Regions from separate parts of the Zea mays genome. Here region 1 is linked to region 2. Evidence: chromatin contacts called from public Hi-C data. All regions are on one chromosome and are shown on one strand. Each heading gives the region's core, a stretch centred on a gene start, on an enhancer-like site or on the middle of the called end of the contact. The rest is flanking DNA. Distances are from core to core; before and after follow the strand shown.

Region 1 (3,173 bases), core at 626-3,125, 110 kb after region 2:
TTAGGGTTCCGAGTTTTGTGCTACGGTTGTTAGCTATATTCGCGGGATTAGCTCGGAATCAGTTGTGTAAAGGGTCCAGCCCCCCTCCTCTATAAATAGAGAGGTCTACGGCCGATTTGTGATCATCATCAATCGAATCAATACAACTTCTATTTCGCATTTTATCTTAGGAGTAGTTCTAGTCTAGTTTAGGTTTAGCTATCCAATCCCCAAATTCTTCGTCTCTCTTCGGCTCTACGTCGATTAGAGGAGTCTAGGTCGGCCAGCCCGAGCCTAGACACCACCTAGGATCTCTACTCCCCGACGGGGTCCCTCCCGGGAGCGAGATCCAGGCGCCGTCGGCGATCTTCCGCCGTCCCTGCGTACGCGCGGACCGTCCGGCCCCAGGGCGCGGACCGTCCGGCCGTCAGGCAGGAGCCCCAGTCGCGTACCAGGCCGCGGACAGTCCGCCCCTGTGCAGAGGGCACCGCCACGGTTCTTGTTGAGTGTTTGGCGCTCCGAAAAGACGTCAACACAAAGTATCGTTGAATTAACAAGTCATATACGCCCTTTGTTGAAGTACTCCCTCTTTACCCAAAAAAAACAAATCAGAACGTTTCTTCTTCGATCAAATCTATAAGAATACTAAAATTTATGATATCAAATAAGTATTGTTGAATTAACTATATGGTATATATTTATAGGGGTATCTGCAAACTACCCTCGTTTTGCAAGCTAATCTTTCTGAAACTGAAGCTGCCGCCTTCGCCTAATCTCCTATTCCGTTAACCACCACTGATTTAACAAATGTAAAAAGACGCCTTCATTCCATGCCCATGGCCATGCGTGCCTGCCAATGCCAGGTTCCCAAAGTGGCATGATTCTCCCCAGCACTTGCTATTTCTGCCAAAGGTTGCCAGCGCCGCTAGCTTTCATGATACAGTCCACTCTACTCCAGTGGCAATGAGATCTGGGCAGCAGGAGGCTGCCTTTCTCCTTCTCCATGGGAAGAATAGTCAGCACCTGGGTACAGTGCAGCAGCCATGTCATGAAAGCCGGCGTTCCGGTTTCCAAACGAGAAAAGGACACGCAAGTGCTGCCTGCCATCAGTACTAGCTGCCCTATCACTGTCAGGGATGCTGGTGTTGTTCCTTGGATGCAATGCAAAGCTTCGGCTGAACAACCTTTTTTTTTGCCCAATGTTTGTTTTTCTCGTCATCAGGAGCGTGGATTGTTCACCGGGGAAAGGCCGGGCGCGAAAAACACAGGTTGTTCAGCTCATCGCCACTTCTGCGAAAAAGAGTGGTCGTCTGTGCATGCGCAGTGCACAATCTCAGTGGATGAGTACTCGTCTGTATAAATATGTCTGTAAATCGGGTGGTGAATATTCTTTTTTTTTCTTTTCGTTCTTCCGAATTTTCCGAAAAAATATTTTAAAAAAGGAGATGGTGCTGATGGGAATATGGGATCTTCATCCTTTGACCCTAAATATGAGAAGTCTGAGAAAGTTAACCACGGTATATTCAGCAGTGAACAGACAGGCGGGAAGCAAATGGATGGACGATGGGTCTTCAGAAAAGCTATAAGAGCGTCAGCGTAGCATGCTGCTGCTGCTGCTGAAAGACGCAGACGCAGGCCTACACAGAAGAGCGTCAATGGAATACAGGTACAGGTAACAAGGAGTACCAGGGAAACGATTAGCTTTGTGTCAGATTCAGAGTGGAACGCCATGTGTCAGATTCGCAGCGCGGGACACGGGCGAAGCAGGTTGCACGTAGGTAGAACCGGATCGGGGTTACTGGGAAGTGGGAACTGTTGGGCCACCGTACAAGATGATGCGACACATGGCCTGCTAGTTTCCGAAATCAGTGCACAGCGCGACCTACCCAGTATGGGCTGGGCTCGCTCTCGCTAAATATAGCAGAGGGCTAAGTGTCAACCCTAGCTGAACTGGGCCGAGCTGGGCTCTAGAACAAAGCCCTTGCCATTGTTCTCTCTGGTACACCAACGAGCTACGTAATTGAAAGACTGTGTGCCCCTTAGTCAAGTACTTCCAAGTTCCAATTGATAGCTTTGCCTCTCTACGCAAACCACTTGTAGGGAACGTATTTAGCGCAAACAACTTGCTTAGAGCCATGATATAAAAAACTACTTAAAAGGTTTTAAAACTAGGATAAAACGATCTATAAACTTTTCAAATTTTGATACGCAAACTGGATCCAGAAAAATCCAAATAAAAATAAATTTCATGAGACGGTGAACTTTTTGAATGAACTGTCGTCGATGTAAGCACGCTATAGATGTGTTAAGGGTACAAAATGAGAACGGTTGGGTATGTGCTTTTTATTAGACCGTATTCAGCGGAGTGTAAAATAGAGGACACAAATACTGTTCGGTGCTGTTTACGGAGTGAAATTTAAAATAAAAGATACGATAGTAGGAAATGAGACAGAAGAACTGCTGTGGAGGACGTTTTATTACGCCTAGCTCAACTTGCACGCACAGATGAAACGAGAACCGAGAACGCATGCAAACATTGCAATGTCTGCAGCAGCAGCAGCCATTTTCAACATTGCCATCAAGATTTACCATTTAGACCTATGCGAGCTAAAACCATGACAAAGGCAAAAGCCAAAAAGGATAGCTTGGCGCTTTGATGATCATACAAGCTACCGACACAGGTAGTTTGTTCATGATGATCGTTAGACAACTAGGATAGAAGGACAACCATCTCACTGCACGCGGGGCCGCGGCCGTGCCAGCAGCCCGGCGCCATCGTCGCCGTCGGCGACGGTTCTGGAACGCGGCAGGTCGGTGCCTCTGTCTTGGAATGCGGGCAGGCTGTCGAGCTCGAACAGGTCGGAGCTGGACTCGGTGCTCTCCTTAGCCCTCTCCCGCTCATCCGCGACGCCGAGCGCGCGCAGCAGCTCCTCCACCCTCCTCTCCGCCTCCGCCGCGGACTCCTTGGCCCGCAGCCCCGTCGTCGCCGTCCCGACCGATCCAGCGCCGTGCCCGTGCCCGTCGCCCACTACCGTCGCCACGGGCGAGAACCGCACCGCCCGCCTCGCCGGGGCCAGAACCCCTCCCGCCGCCGCGGACTCCCTCCGGCTCCGCGAGGCGCGCGACGAGAGGATCGACCTCGCCGACGCCGGCTCCGGCGCCGCGGTGGCGGGCGTTGGCGTTGGCGTTGCCGT
Region 2 (2,997 bases), core at 185-2,684:
AATAAAACAAGAGTATATATCTCCACTGCGTACAGTAATTCTTCTTCTGTTCATCATGCAGATCGAGGAAGAAGTTTTATTTTCTGAAGTTCGTCAGCTATCACTTTAGCAGAAATTGGGCCACAAGAAGATATCGAGAAATATGAAGAACTTGAATTTCAGACGTACGGCATAAAAAAGGGGGTACGTAGAAACGATTATTTAGAAAACTATGAGAATTGACACGCGCTTGCGACTGCTAATCCACAACGACGGGAGAGATCGGAGACCTACTATGTAAATAAATAAACAAGAAAGGATTACAAATGGAGGTCCAAGCTAACAACAGTCTCCTTCTGGCGGGCCAGTTCATACCTACCTGCTAGCTTCGTCTCCGGCGACGTGGACGAGCACGACGAGAGCGAGGGGGAGGGGGACAGCAAGCTCATCATCACCGCCGCCTTATCGTCCTTGCACGCTGCTGCCTCCCCACCAGGCGGCCCGACCGGGAAGGCCGTGCCACCACTAGCGCCGTGCCGGGCGGACACGCCGAAATTCTCCATGGCAGTAGCCGCGGGGGGCGGCGGCACCCTCCAGAGCCCCGCGGGCACCGGGCTACCGTTGATTGGCTGCGACATGGAGCCCGGGCCGCCGCCGTAGGGCCCCGCGGGGCTGGCGCTAGTCGTCCACATCGGGTAGTGCTGCAGCGGCGGCGGCGGCGGCGCGGGGTGGTCAAAGCGGGCGCCGCCGCCGATGGGGTGGGGGTGGGGGTAGTAGTTGAAGAGGCCGTACATGTGTCCGGGCACGTAGCGGTGCATGGCGAGGGAGGCCTGGAGGTGGGCGCGCTTGGCGTGCTGCCGCTCGCGCTTGTGCGCGTTCTGGTGCCCGCCCAGCGCCTGCGACGTCGGGAAGTTGCGGCAGCAGTAGTGGCACTCGAACTTCCTCTCGGCCGCGGCGCCGCTCTTGGCCGCGCCGTTGCTCTCGCACGTGACCGTGCTGCCGTTGTTGGCAGCGTCGGGGGAGTCGGACGCGGCGTCCTGCTGCTGCTGGTTGTGGTCGCTGGGGAACTCGCGGCCAAACAGACGGATGGTGGCGTCCCTCGGCGCCGGCGCCGGCCGGATGAACGGTAGCTGCGAGAAGGAGTCGACGCTGCGGACCTCCTGCGGCTTCGCCATGGCCGGCTGCGAGCTAGGAGCTAGCTGCCGCGCGGCCCCAGGAATAATTCTACTTCGCCTAGTAGCTCGCCGTAGCTTGTGAGGCGACAAGCTAGCAAGCTTGGTGGTATATGTTTCTGTGTAGTATGCGGTTTTAAGGGGCCGTGATGGGCGCCGTGACTGAGGTCGGAGAGCACGCAAGAGGAGGCCCGGCCGGGGACCATGCAAAGTAGAGCCAGCCGATCGAGGGGCGGAGCAGCACGGAGGAGGGGAGGGGAGAGGAGAGGAGACACGACTAGGCTCGCTTAAAAGCTCCCCCCCTCTCGCCACCAAGTACAGCTGCATGCAGTGGCAGTTGCAGTCTGCTGGTTGTGCCCCTGGGCCCTGGCCGGGCTGCTTTTGCATCTGCATGCAGTGGTAATATAGCTAGCTATAGCTATAATAGTCTCCTCTCCTAGCTAGCCTCGTCTCTTCTCTACTCACATATCTGTTGATAGAATGGGTATTAGCTAGCTAGCTAGTACAAATTCGTGCACGCAGATAGAATATAAATAAATCTGTATTTTTTTGTTTTTTTAGAGAAAATCCTCCATGCTATATTGCTATATAGGAATAGCTGCAAGCTAGCTCGGTCGTGTCTTGTCTGGTGGTGCAACGCATGCAACGCAACGCAACGCTAGCTAGCTCTCCGGCATCAGTCGGCGTCAGGGCATCAAGTGGTGGCCTGGTGGGGGAGCGGAGAAGGGAGACGGGAGTGGTGTTGTGCGACGCCATCTCCGCCTCTGGATTTCCTCGAGTTTTTTTTTTCTTCATAGGAGTTTGGCTTCTCTAGAACAACGAGAGACGCAGAGGCGGGCGGAGTCCACAGGTGGTCCTCCTCCTGGTCCTGGGGACGGCGACGTGCTTGCCCTGCCCGCCCGCTCTTGTGTGTTGTTGGCGTACATACTGTCCCGCCCGCTGCTAATAGGTGCTATCTGGCCTAGCTAATAGGTGCTAATATAAAAAAATTATTAGTCAAGACTCCAAACATAGCCTAACTTAATGTTACTAACTAATTATTTGCCGGCTAATTATTAGGCACAAGTAAACAATTAGCCATAAGATCTAAAAAGGCCTATATCAGCTGCAGTGAGTACGTACGTACTACGTGCTCCATTGATGACGCTTTGGACTGGGATCCACATGTCCGGTGGCTAGAGCAAAAGCAGCTCTACGTAGTACGTACGTACCCGGTACCCGTACGCTGTAGACTCGCTCCAAGCTTTTACTACTTTAGTTTTTTTTTTTTTGCTCTCCTCTCTTTTTCGCAGGCCTTTTCGTCTCTTTTTACCGAATTTCATGCACGCTGGTTTCTCGCCCAATAATGAGCTGGTAAAGGGCGCTACACTACACTGGGTATCACCGGACGTTGGCTCTGGCCGCCGCCATAACGTCCATGGGTGAGAAAAAAACACGACGTCTTGTACCTGCTCACCCTAGCTAGCTGGTCATCGATCCGGTAACCCGTACGTGTACAGACATCAGTGCGCAAGTGGTAATACGGGCGGAAAGTAGCTCAGCTCATTGACGACGATGGGGCGATGGCAAGCATGCATTCTCGATCTTACTGCAATAATAAGAGGGAGAGAGAGAGAGAGAGAGAGATCGAGAGAGAGGTCTTCATTCTTCAACTTGCTACGGGCTTTAGGCCCAACCATCTGACACAATACAATTGCACTGACAATTTATGGGTTCTTGTAATAAGCTTTATTTCGTTCATCCAACACTTTTTTTTTATTAAAAAAGGACAGCTCCACGGCGAAGGTTCTTTTATGTTTTTATGCTCTCACAATCACACAGAGGAAAAATAACTCTCTTATTTATT

What was found. Hi-C and Micro-C count contacts between places; a contact is called where the count stands out from the background.
Region 1: a Hi-C map of leaf shows a contact between it and region 2, with 2.7 times the contacts expected there. The contact joins the enhancer-like site here to the promoter of LOC100279115 in region 2. A contact is called at or near these places in 3 of 25 Hi-C or Micro-C datasets (bundle sheath and leaf).

The regions. Positions count from the first base shown.
Region 1 is chr5:220,040,831-220,044,003 of Zm-B73-REFERENCE-NAM-5.0, forward strand. No RefSeq gene overlaps it. Among protein-coding and RNA genes, the nearest start is that of LOC100383302, 22 kb to the right of the region's middle. Within about 2 kb of position 1,876, at least 19 of the 20 cell types and tissues checked have an H3K27ac peak or open chromatin away from gene starts, as enhancers often do. A contact at or near this core is called in bundle sheath and leaf, where this site is marked.
Region 2 is chr5:219,927,452-219,930,448 of Zm-B73-REFERENCE-NAM-5.0, forward strand. LOC100279115 (zinc finger protein) reads right to left here and starts at 1,435. Exons shown (of 1, transcript NM_001152156.1): 1 at 185-1,435. The coding sequence starts at 1,154. The coding sequence ends at 300.